Linked DNA regions of Sus scrofa: all the other regions are linked to region 1. A link is a contact called in public HiChIP or PLAC-seq data. All regions are on one chromosome and are shown on one strand. The core of a region is the stretch at or near the end of the contact, and the rest is flanking DNA. Distances in the headings are between cores, read along the strand shown. Region 1 holds the start of SLC2A4 (solute carrier family 2 (facilitated glucose transporter), member 4). Region 2 holds the start of WRAP53 (telomerase Cajal body protein 1). Region 3 holds the start of SAT2 (spermidine/spermine N1-acetyltransferase family member 2). Region 4 overlaps FXR2 (fragile X mental retardation syndrome-related protein 2).

Region 1 (2,903 bases), core at 188-2,687:
AAGCCGGACCTGATGGGAGTGACAAGGGTGGCTCTTAGGGCCATTCACTGAGATGAGGAAGTTAGCAGGAGGAGCTGGTCTGGACACGCTCATCACGTGAGCTGCCCACCCAGGCGGTAACCGAATACTCAGATCTAGAGCTCCAGAAGGAGGTCTGGGATGGGCCTGAGGGGCACCTTGGAGTGGGAGAAGGTCTGGGAGAGTGGCTCGGAGACCACCTCGGCCCGATCCGCTGCGGATCCGCGCTCTCCCTCCAGATGGCACTACAGCACCGCGCTTCCGAGGCCCGTTTTCCCAGCCGCGTGCGCTCCCCTACCCAGTGTTCTGCTGCTCTCGGGACATGCCAACTCTAGGTCGTGCCCTCCTCCCTGGGCAGGATTTAGCTGGGGATTCAAACCCAGAGCGGCCTCCAGGGAGCGTGTCCCAAGTCGTCCACGCGGCTAGCACATTCTTGGCAACTCAGGGGCCTCAGGACTGGTGACGTGGTTGGTGTGACCACCTGTCCCTTGGGCCGCTTCCAGTAACCAACGTGGGCCACGGGTGTAGGGGAAGGACCAGATAGGCAGAGCCCGGAGCAGGGATGTACGGAAAGAGGACCACCAAGTCCAGACACCCGACCCGCTAGGAACGGAATTTCCTGTCCCCGGGGCCATCACCGCGTGGGGAGCGTGTCGCGGACCCTTTAAGGCTCCATCTCCCTGCCACCACCACCCCGCCCGGGACAGGCCAGGACACCGGGGACCTGACATTTGGCGTCTCCCAACGTAGGAGCTAAAAATAACCGCCGTGGGTTACTCTAGGCCATTGGCCCGCACCCACCCCGCGCGCCGCCTCGCGCTGTCTCGGGCCGCCCGCGGTCTCAACCGGGCAAGTGTACCTGGCCCATCTCCTCTCAGACCCCGCGGTTCCGAGCCAACGCGCAGGGCTTTGAAGTCGCTTCTCCGGCCCCCAAGCTTGGCAAGTGGGCGGAGTCTTCGCACTTAAGGCGACGGAGCCGCCAGGTCTCCCAGGACCCTTTTCTCAAACACTTCCCGGCGGAAAGCTGGCGGGAACCGAGGGGCGTGTCTCGCCGGGCACGCTAAGGGGCGTGGCCTCGCCGGCCAACCCGACGGCTGGTGCCAAATTCCCAGCCCGAGCTCAGGGAGGGGCGTGGCCTTCTGGGGTGTGCGGGCTCCTGGCCAATGGGTGCTGTGAAAGGCGTGGCCCTGGGGGCTGCGGGGGCTGCTCCTCGGGTCTTTTCCCCCCAAGCCAGGCTCCACCAGATCCCTGGGAGCTACACTCTGGCTCCTCGGCTTGTGGCTGTGGGTCCGACCCGGCCCGCCCTCCGTACTGCGCTTCGGGACCCCCGTCGCCCCTGTGTCCTTCTGCCCGCCAGGCTGGGGCCACAGACCCCCAGTCGCCTCTCTCCGGTCTCCGGCAGCTCCTGCGCCTCCAGCTCCTAAGACAAGATGCCGTCGGGCTTCCAACAGATCGGCTCCGAAGTAGGGCTTAACATTCAGGGGCGGGATGGGGACACGGGTCCCGCTTTTTCTCGGGCTGGGGTCGCAGTTGGGGTCAGCGAGGGGGCGGTCCTTGCGCAGGTGCAGGGGGTGGGGTGGGGGACTGGCTATTTATACCCGGGGCTTGACAACCCGTGACTGTCGAATTCCAGTCCCTCGTGGAGGCAGAGTGGGTCTGGGGGAACTTTCCGGGGCAAGGACTACAGCTGCATTCCGCGCGTCCCAGGGTTCGCCCCTCCTCGCGCTGCGCGGGGATCGGGGACACCCTGCATTCAATCCAGCTTGAGCAAGCAGACCCCGGCGGGTCTTGCCCTCCAGGAGCTGTCCGTTTGTCCCGGCTCGACCGCAGTTTTTCGAGGACCAGAGGCTTCTCCGTTGGCCCCCACCCCCACACTTGGCAGTCCTCCTGGACGCTGAACTTTCCCTCGGCCCCGCGGTTGGTGGAGGGGTAGAGGGGAGTGTCGGCCCTCCCTCCTCCAGCTCAGGTTTCCCTTTGGAGACAGTCTGTGCCGCCAGCGATCAGCCACCACCACCACCACCACCACCGCCCCTCACACCACCTTCCCGCCCCCATCCCCTGGGCAAGTCTCTCCCAGGCGAGAGCCGCCATGGCCCCCTGCCCTTTGTCGCAGCTTAGAGGGGGAAGGGAGGCTGGGGCGGAGACAGAGACGGCCACAAGGCTGGGAGGAATGACCGCGATGTCCTTTTAGGAACTGCCCTTCTTGAACCTGTTGGGGGCTTCCAGGAGCCGGCTGCCAGAACCCCCAGGGAGGAGGGAAGAGGACAGAGGCTGCTGATGATAATGCACTTGTCACTTTATAAAGCCAGTACAGTTGGGGACACAATTAACATTCAATTTTGATTTTCACACTTTCACTGACACATAGACAAAGCAGGCAACATCATCCGTATCTCCCCAGTTCTCCACAGTTCAGAGAGGGGAAGTGACTTACCCAAGGTCACACAAAATCTGAACTCAGGTCTTGTAAGACCAAGGCTGTCCCAAGGTCACAGAGGAATTGTGAGACCCAGGTCCTCAAACATTTCTCTGCCTGCTGGACTCAAACATCGGTCCCCCCCCCCCAAGCCCAGCTGCCCGCAGGTTCTTCCCGCTCTTGTTTACATTGAGATCTTCAAGGGATTCCTAATAAGGTCCACTTTCCTCACCCAACGAGCTGGATGGAACCCAGCACCTTAAGGCTCCTGCTGGGCCCAGGCCTCAGAGGGAAGGAAAGAAACCACAATTCCACGTGACATGTCCCCTCTCTGCTTCCACCTGCCCAGGATGGGGAGCCCCCTCAGCAGCGAGTCACTGGGACCCTTGTCCTCGCCGTCTTCTCCGCTGTGCTCGGCTCCCTGCAGTTTGGCTACAACATTGGGGTCATCAATGCCCCCCAGAAGGTG
Region 2 (2,903 bases), core at 285-2,784, 330 kb after region 1:
AGGCCAGTTGGAAAGTTCACTCAAGAAAGGACAAAGGTCCGGAAGTTAGCACCTTGGACTTCCCGGAGCACTCCGGATAACCACTTCGGAATGGAGTCCAGGGTTCCACTGGGATGCCATACGCACTAAAATCTCGAGCCATAAATCCCCAAAGTTCCAAGATCCCAAAGCCTCGGACCTTGATGCTTTGTGTGTCTTATTAAGGGCTCCCCCACACCGGGTACTGAAATGGGGTGGTGGCGGTGGTGGGGAAGAACCCCTTAGGCAGGCTCAAGTTTTCCCCAAAGCCCCACTACCCGGCGCAGGTGTTCAGCTTTTTAGTTCGGTTGGTCCTAACATCCCTATCATCTACACTCAGGCCTCCCAACATTGCATTCCTCTGTTGATGCCGCTAGAAGAACTTCCATTTCCCCCCCCCCCCCAAATCACTAAATCTTTCGCTCCACCTCCATCCTCCTTTCTTCTGAGCTGAAAATACACAGACCCGAGAGCCCATGACTCATAGAGTATTCATCAGGCTCAGTTAAGAGCTTACCCGAAGCTCAGGAGAGCGTGTCACTGTCCTGGGATGCACGCTCGAGACGGGACGTCAGGTGACCCCGGAGACCAGCAGCTACCTGCGCCAAGGATGGTGGCCCTGGACTTTTGAGGAGCTCAAAACTTTTAGCGCCAGTCCGAGCACATGGGAGGGGAAAATCCCAATCCCAGCAACCATCGCGAGACTCCTGGCACAAAGTCGCCATGACAAGTAAGGGCAAGCAATTACCCTGCGGGCGGTGGCGACGGACGGAGGTGGTGAGGGTGAGGGGAGTCAGGATTCCTGCTGTGTTGGTTTTGTAGCTACTGACAGTTTGCGGTGAAGAAATTCGACAACCCAGATCTGTGAGAACAGAATTGGTGGAAACCATTTTGAAAGACTTGTCCCCGAGTCAGACATGAAGGTGAAAGAAAGACAGCCTTTGCACCTTTTGCCTGGAACTCTGCTCTCCCAGATGGCTGGATAGTTCCTCATTAGCTAAAATGTCAATTTTTAGGAAGACCTTCCTTAATGTTCCAAGCTAACGTATTCTCCTAGTTACGTTGTATCACACTGTCTTGTTTAATTTCCTTCCTAGACCCTATCACGTTTTGAAATAATTTGTTCCTTGCCTTCAATACACAGCAACCTAAGCGTTAGGAGAGCAGAGACCTTGCCTACTATCTTATTCATTCTTGTCTTTTCCAGTACAGTACTGGGTAGCAAAGAAGAGCTCAATGATAAATATTTATTGAATGAATGAAAAGAGACGGAGGTCTGAGGAGTTGAGATGCAAAACAGGTTCAAACCCCGTAAAAACAAATATAGCGCTCGCGCCCTCTGCAGGTGGGGAGGGGAGTAGGTGCTTGAAGAATGATAGCGCGAGGAGCTCAGACACATCTCCCTGACTCAGAAGCTCTCGGACTACAAGTCCCAGCAGGCACTAGGAGATTCAGGACTGGAGGGGAACGGTAACCCGTGACCTGTTACGTCCCTGCCCCGCCCCTCTTGTGGGTCGCCCGCGAAGTCTGATCCGGGATGCGGAGGTCCAATCGAATGGTGGGCCCAAATCCCGCGAGAACAGGTGGCGCGTAGCCACCGACAGGGCTAAGGATCGCCGAGCTCTCCAACATTCCTGTTCGCCCGCCTCGCCTCGCGAGGCCTGGGGGCGGGGGGCTGTTTTCTGTCCTATCCCGGGAGCAGAAAGAAGGCACTGCTGGGTTTCTCCAGTTCTGCGTCCGGATCCGTGCGAACTTACGGCGGTCTCTGCCGTTCCGCAGGCCCGGCAGCTGGTAGCCGGCGGGAAGAGGATTGCCTGGCCGCGGCCAATGTTTGCCGTGCTTCCTCTGCAGTATGAAGACCCCGGAGGCGCCAGTGTTAGCTCCGGACTGCCTTCCTTCAGACCAGGCCCCAGCTGCAGCCCGTCTCTCTCCTCAGGCTTCCTCGATGGATAAAAATACGAACCCTGAACAGACGCCACCGCCACCCGATGGGGATGATGCGCCCCGGATATCCCCGGATCCTGGAGCTGGCTCGGCCGTGTCCCAGGAGCTGGGGGAAGGGGACCCAGCTTCTCTCTCCACTCCGTTGGAAGCTGAGTTTGATACTCCTAGTGAGTTGAGCCCTCGAATCGAGGAGCAAGAACTTTCTGAAAAAGTGAGCCTTCCTGCAGAAGAAACGAACAAGCCAGAGTTGGGGCCGGGAGAAGACATGGAAGATGTGTCTGAGGAACCCGCTCCAGAGGATGAGGGATACACGTAAGTGCTGATGGCAGTTGGCTCAGGAATCTGAGGAGGTTGGAAATGTGAGATATATCTCATCCGCCAGTCCTCAGCCCCACTTCTCCAGGCCCATTTCTCCTTGGCTTTGGCGACCCAGGTTTGTCTTCCCCATCTTCCTTCCAGCACTTGGAACTACAGCTTCTCGCAGCTACCCCGGTTTCTTAGCGGTTCCTGGTCAGAGTTCAGCACCCAACCTGAGAACTTCTTGAAAGGCTGTAAGTGGTAAGTAAGGATGAGGAGGGGGCTCACCTCTGCCACAGGTCTGCTCAGCTCAAGCCCAACACTCGCAAGATACAGGTCTATCCAGGCTTCTCTCTCCTACTCCTAGGGCCCCTGATGGTTCCTGCATCCTGACCAATAGTGCTGATAACGTCCTGCGGATTTATAACCTGCCCCCAGAGCTGTACAGTGAGGGGGAGCAGCTGGAATACGCAGAAATGGTAAGGGTAGGGACTAACTGCCCCTTCCTCAGCCAGGGCACTTTTAAGTCCTGCCTGTAGATGGAGAAAGTACAGTCCACATGTTTCCTGTCACAAACAGGGTATTTTTTCACCGTGAGTTTCCACAGGTAGCATTTTCGGCCGTCAGTTCCGAAGTCATTTAAA
Region 3 (2,903 bases), core at 192-2,691, 280 kb after region 1:
CTGGTGGGGCTGGAGAAGCCAAAAGAGTGATCCCCAAGGGATAATGTCACTTTCCTGCCAACTCCCTCATTGCCTCTCCCTCGAAGCGAAAGGAATGCCAGCCTTCCGCTTCCGTCAGATCTCGGGCTCCTAGGGTCTTGTACAAGTCCACGGCCTTCTTGTTCCAGTCCAGGACTGCCAGGCGGAACTGGGAGCAGCCCTTATCCAGGGCCACCTATGGGAGAAGAATCGCTCACTTTCCGGGGGTCAAAAAGGAAAAGGCCTTCTCACCTGCCATTCAACCCAGGTGCCTCCCATCTGGCTTGGCTTTGCCAGGGCCCAGCTTGTAGCCCCACCCCTCTCCTCACCTCAGCCACTTTTTTGATTATTTTGGAACCAATCCCCTGACCTGATGTAGGGAGAAAAAAGCAAAAAGAGGGATTGTCTGAGCTGAAGGGGATCAGAAAAGACCACAGGCTACGATTAAGGGGCAAAAGATGGGGCAGTCTATGGGGTGATGATTTCTTCCCACCCCAGTCTTGCCCAGTACCCCGATATTCTGGCTTCACGTAGATGTCTTCCAGATAAATATTCCGTCCGGTCCATGTGCTATAGATGAAGTAGTACAGCCCATAGCCCACCATGCAAGACCCTGAGAGAGAAAAAAGAAGGGCAGGTGACTGGGCGCCTGGGGGAGCGACCTCTGAGGCTGACTGCAGGGGGCCCCTCTGAGGTCGGGATGTTCTTACCCTGTGGCTCCCCAGGGGCAGGAAGAATCTCTGCTACCAAACAGTGAAAGAAAGGATTCTCTCCGAAGCCGTCTGCTCTCAGGGCTGCAGGATGGGAGTTGCGACAAAGAGATAGAGAGAGAAGGCCTGGATGTGTGCCCAGCCTGGAGCTACTGCCTGAACTCATCCCTCACTCCCTCCCCAGCCTCCAGCAGGAGCCAGGTGTTGGGCCTCTACCTTCTTCACTGATCTTCACCTGGTCGGACAGTTTCTCGTACTCGGCGAGTTCCTATGGCGTGGGGGGCAGAGACAAGATTAAGGCAGGAGGTCTCCCTGCTCCCCGAGCAGGACCCCAGGGAGCCCTTCTCCCTCTGCTCCCACCTTCTCCTTCCCGCCCCACTCCCGCCGCGCCGCTCTGACCCCCTCTGGGACCCTGGTTTCCGGCCCGCATCTTTCACCCGAATCATCCTCAGGATATTTCCACAGTCTCCCTCCTTGGCCTCTCGGATGAGCACGGAAGCCATTCCGATCCTCAACGTCTGGGACCAAAGTCCAGGACCCCCACTTCCGCTCTGGAGCACCGGGCGAAGAGCAACTGGGACCCTTTAAGAGGCCTACAAATTCGGATCCCGGGAAGCCGGGGGCACGGGTGGGAAGCGAGGCGGTGAAGGAGCCGCGGGCTGGAAAGCCGAAGTCCAATTCCGGCTACTGCGGGGGGAGCGACAGCGACTAGGCGAGGGGTCTTCACTGCCTGGTAGCCTCTAAATTCGGCAGGGGCAGGCGCGCACCAATCAGCCAATCAGCTTGCAGAGAAGGCATGTCCCCGCCCACCCCAGCCCAGCCCCCTTGACCAGGTCTCGTGACCGCGCCTCTGGGCAGGGGTCAAGGCTGGACTGCCGAGGCTTCTTCGCGGTTTTTTGGGTGTTCCAGGCTCCACCGGAGAGAGAAAGCCCACGGCTCAAAAGACACCTTCTTTAACTGAAGTGTGCAGAATCTGCTGTACCATTTACTCAAACTCACCCATTCCAGCCCACCCACCTGGGACGAGCCCCAAACCTCCTTCTGGCTCAAAGTGTTACTTCTCTTAGGAGCCTTTGTATTTTAAAATAGGCCAGGGACATTGCAAAATAAACTATAATTTATTTTTATTTATTTACTTATTCATTTTGCTTTTTAGGGCCGCACCCGTGGCATATGGAGGTTCCCAGGTCAGGGGTCAAATCAGAGCTGTAGTTGCCAGTCTGTACCACAGCCACAGCAATGCAGGATCCGAGCCATGTCTTCAACCTACACCACAGCTCACAGCAACGCTGATCCTTAACCCACTGAGCAAAGCCAGGGATCGAACCCGCAACCTCATGGTTCCTAGTCAGATTCGTTAACCACTGAGCCACAACGGAAACTCCCAAACAAATTTTTTTTAAGAATAAAATAATAGGAGTTCCCGTCGTGGCACAGTGGTTAACAAATCTGTCTAGGAACCATGAGGTTGCGGGTTTGATCCCTGGCCTCGCTCAGTGGGTTGAGGATCCAGCGTTGCCATGAGTTGTGGTGTAGGTCACAGATGGAGCTCCGATCCCCCATTGCTGTGGCTGTGGCATAGGCCAGGGGCTACAACTCCGATTTGACGCCTAGCCTGGGAACCTACATATGCCACGGAAGTGGCCCTAGAAAAGACAAAAAAAAAAAAAGGTAAAATAATAAAATAAAATGGATCAGGGAGAGGGTGATGAATTTCTGGTGGTAAATGGTTAGGCCTTGTAGGAAACTGATAAGGGAAGATAATGGGGGGTGGGGGCTTGGGGGGGGGAGTCTCTCAGTATCTGCTGAATCAGTCAGTGGATACAAAGACAATACCTCCCTATGAGGCAAACCTCAGAGCTTGTGAGAATATTGAGGAAGGAGCTCAGAGCAGATACCAGGCGCTGTGCCTGCATTATCCCCATTCATCCTCGTTCACAGTAACCCCATAAAGTATTATTTTTCACGTTTCACAGAGGAGGACACTGAAGCATGACAGTGGGGTGACTTGCCCACAGTCACCCAGCTAGTATTTGAGGTTCCATGTCTCAGCTGTAGACCTCACGGAGGATGCTACTTGGGGAGCCAGGCAGGACTGCTTTTAGAGCTCATGGTTGTCAAGGCAGCCTCCGCAGGTGGGTGGAAGGCTTGGAGGACCCAGGTCAGGCTCTAGAG
Region 4 (2,903 bases), core at 268-2,767, 270 kb after region 1:
AGAATGGATGTTAAGAAACAAATCGTGTCAGTCTCACAAGGACCTACTACATGGGCGCCTAAGGGAAGGATTTTAAGTAGCAAACACAGGTGAGAATCACATGTTTTTGAGAGTCCAAATATGCAAGAGAGGGTCCCTAGCCCAGACTGTAATACGATGGTCAGGTAGGAAAAAAACTAAGGTCACACGTGAGAAAGACTAAGGAAACATAGGCTAACCCGAGCCCACAAGGGTCTGGAGCTATACAGTCCTCTCTGCCAAATAAATATAAGCACATTTTAGCTCTTCCTTCTTGCAAAGGATTAAAAGGGGAGTGGGCTTAGGTGAAATTCAGGCAGAATAAACTCACCAGAATGAAGAGCTCACTATTTGTGATGTTGAGAAAGATACAGTTGGCTCCCAATGCTTTCTTGAACTCTTTATGGACATTTTCATTGGAGCAGCTGCAGGGAAAGAGGACAGTGCTCAGAGGGCAGAGTGCAGAGTTGAAGGTTCAGGGGAGAGAGAAAGAGGGGACTGAGAAAAATAAGAGGGACTTGAGTAAAAGAACAGGGATGAGGAAGCAGGGGAACTGGGAGCAAAAAGGGCTCTAGAGGGCCACGGGAACAACAAAGAACACTGAAACTGGAAGCAGCGCCTGGGAGAAACAAGGGCAGCGATGAGGACCATAAAGAGGCCCCCACTCCCAACATCCCCAACACTCACGCCTCTCTCAGATCCTCAGGCACAGCCATGGTCACCTTGAAGAAGCTGCCTTTGGTTGCAAGGGGATTGGGATTAACTGGCCGAAGCCGTTCCAGGGTGACAATCTCATTGTAAGTGGCATCACAGGCAGCATATTCAATGACATAGAACTGGCAGGAGGAAGAAGAGAAAGAAACTATGGATGACCTGAGTCTCCATCTCCCACCTTTCTTCCCCTAAAATGGGTTTGGTAGCTCTGCAAAGACCTTCACAACCACTCACATCTCCCTTCATCATCCGCACTCGGGCCAGCCACCAGCCGCAAGGTTCTTGCTCATTGGCTCGAGAATAAACCTGAAGAGAAGAGAAGTTCAAAATAAAAGAGAATTGAGGACCATCCAAAAACATCAAGAATGGAGTAAACATTAAGACACGTGAGAGGCATCCTAAACTAAGATAAAGGAAACCAGAGGAAGGAGCTGCTAATTAAAATCAGAGGGCTCTGGACTTTAGATGCTGTTGTTATACAGAGAGAACTGAATCCCCTGAAACTGGGAAGCTCCCTGAGAGCTTGGCTGCATCACACAGTGACGGACAGAGAACTGCTGCATTTCACTCTCCCACAGGCTGCCCAGCTCAATGAAGCAGCTTAGCTTAGGAAGGAAGGAGAGTGAGCCACAGTGGCGGGGCCAGGATACCGGCATCAGGATAAGGGAGATGCAGAATCCTGGGAAAAGCGACATTTAGCAAGGGAGGACGCCATGGTCCTTACCTCCACCTCATCCCCTTCTGTAATCTCCTTATTATAGTCAGCTGGCGGTGGTAGCCGGACGTCCCCAAAAGGAATCTGTCTCTCACTCTGCCAGCTGCAAGGGAAACGGTGATACGAAAGCTATTCAGGCTCTGCACTTGTCCATTTCTTCAGGAAGAGGCTACTTCCTCCACTGTGCATTTTCTACCCTCCCTGGTGATTAGGCGCTAAACCCCAGGCCCTCCTCCATAATGGTGTCTCTCATCTCTTGCGAGAACCTAAATACTGAGTCAAATGCCCCCCGATCCTCACATTTCGGCCCTTTCCTCTCCTGTGATCCAGAGAAGTTGCCCACCCAAACCCTTGGCTCTCCCCCACCTATTACATGCCTCATGGGATTCAGCCGCCCCCGCTTCTCCACTCTCCTTCTAGGACCTACTGGATTCTCTATTCCCAAGGTCTTACTTGTTTTCAAAGAAGATGGTGACAGAGTCTTCATGGACATCCTTCACAAAGCCCTAGAATGGATTTGAGAACAATGAAAAAAAAGAAAAAGAAAATGACAATTTACCACAACCTCAGCTATGAAGGGAACAGACACTTTTGGAATTTTAGACTGGGACACAAGCAATCTAAAAGCAGGGACAAAAAAGCTGTATTGGGGAAGGAATGTGAATGTTGAAGTTGCAAAAAAAGAAATAATATTCCACGAAAAAAGATGTGGCAAAATCCAGTAAGTTGAGAGAGAAATTAAGTAGAAGGGAGAAACATCACCTACATCACAACAGCCTGGAAACTAGTGGACTCCTATGGCTCCCACAGGGGCCTCCATATCTGTCTGCCTCCTGCTGTGCTGAGCAGCTTGCCAGAGTTCAATTAAAATACCAACAACATTCAGCAAAGCTAAGAATATCCCATGAGACAGTGTGAGGCTGCCCTGGAACACCTAAAGGACATCAGGATCTGCCAAGAGAAAAGGGTCTAGCTCCCTAACACAGCAAACTTGGTGGCTAGAAGACTGGGTCCTAAGGAGATAATCGCAACACTGGAGAAGTTCAAAATGAACACAATTTATGGCAGGAAAAAATAGAATTTAAAAGATGTGAGGGAGTCAGACCATAACATGGGGTTTAGCATGTTCGACTAGAGTCCCTCTCCCCTGCAAATAAAATCACTTTTATGTTTAAAAAAAAAAAAAAAAAAAAAAAAAAAAAAAAAAAAGATGTGAGACTTGGACACTGCTAAGAAACTGGAAAGGAATTCCTACTGTAGCACATCGGGATCAGCTCAGCAGTGTCTCTGGAGCCCTGGGACACAGGTTCAATTACCGGCCCAGCACGAGGATCTGGCTTTGCAGCTAAGGCTGCAACTGTGGCTGGGATCTGATCCCTGGCCCAGGAACTCTGTGTGCTTCAGGCAGCCAAAAAAGGAAAAAAATAAAAAGAAACTGAAACAACACCAAACTTGA

Evidence for each region. HiChIP or PLAC-seq counts read pairs in DNA pulled down with a chosen protein or histone mark.
Region 2: an H3K27ac HiChIP or PLAC-seq map of alveolar macrophages shows a contact between it and region 1, with 5 times the contacts expected there. The contact joins the promoter of WRAP53 here to the promoter of SLC2A4 in region 1. A contact is called at or near these places in 2 of 47 Hi-C or Micro-C datasets (heart right ventricle and liver) and 2 of 2 datasets of contacts at active chromatin or transcription factors (alveolar macrophages and skeletal muscle).
Region 3: an H3K27ac HiChIP or PLAC-seq map of alveolar macrophages shows a contact between it and region 1. The contact joins the promoter of SAT2 here to the promoter of SLC2A4 in region 1. A contact is called at or near these places in 2 of 2 datasets of contacts at active chromatin or transcription factors (alveolar macrophages and skeletal muscle).
Region 4: a contact with region 1 is called in an H3K27ac HiChIP or PLAC-seq map of skeletal muscle. The contact joins the enhancer-like site here to the promoter of SLC2A4 in region 1. A contact is called at or near these places in 14 of 47 Hi-C or Micro-C datasets (alveolar macrophages, blood, embryonic fibroblasts and 9 more) and 2 of 2 datasets of contacts at active chromatin or transcription factors (alveolar macrophages and skeletal muscle).

The regions. Positions count from the first base shown.
Region 1 is chr12:52,627,309-52,630,211 of Sscrofa11.1, forward strand. It overlaps SLC2A4 (solute carrier family 2 (facilitated glucose transporter), member 4), which reads left to right and starts at 1,438. Exons shown (of 11, transcript NM_001128433.1): 1 at 1,438-1,481; 2 at 2,784-2,900. The coding sequence starts at 1,449. It also overlaps a transcript of CLDN7 not described here.
Region 2 is chr12:52,953,140-52,956,042 of Sscrofa11.1, forward strand. It overlaps WRAP53 (telomerase Cajal body protein 1), which reads left to right and starts at 1,535. Exons shown (of 10, transcript XM_003131944.4): 1 at 1,535-2,274; 2 at 2,422-2,520; 3 at 2,627-2,738. The coding sequence starts at 1,871. TP53 (tumor protein p53) reads right to left here and starts at 647. Exons shown (of 11, transcript NM_213824.3): 1 at 536-647.
Region 3 is chr12:52,911,873-52,914,775 of Sscrofa11.1, forward strand. SAT2 (spermidine/spermine N1-acetyltransferase family member 2) reads right to left here and starts at 1,442. Exons shown (of 6, transcript NM_001129962.2): 1 at 1,166-1,442; 2 at 945-996; 3 at 729-812; 4 at 530-631; 5 at 348-388; 6 at 1-214. The coding sequence starts at 1,231. The coding sequence ends at 47. It overlaps SHBG (sex hormone-binding globulin), which reads left to right and starts at 2,839. Exons shown (of 7, transcript XM_021066315.1): 1 at 2,839-2,863. The coding sequence starts at 2,839.
Region 4 is chr12:52,893,579-52,896,481 of Sscrofa11.1, forward strand. It overlaps FXR2 (fragile X mental retardation syndrome-related protein 2), which reads right to left. Exons shown (of 17, transcript XM_003131974.5): 2 at 1,901-1,953; 3 at 1,457-1,550; 4 at 967-1,038; 5 at 706-854; 6 at 350-443. The coding sequence starts at 981. Among named protein-coding and RNA genes, the nearest start is that of FXR2, 8.2 kb to the right of the region's middle. Within about 2 kb of position 1,518, at least 3 of the 83 cell types and tissues checked have an H3K27ac peak or open chromatin away from gene starts, as enhancers often do. A contact at or near this core is called in skeletal muscle, where this site is marked.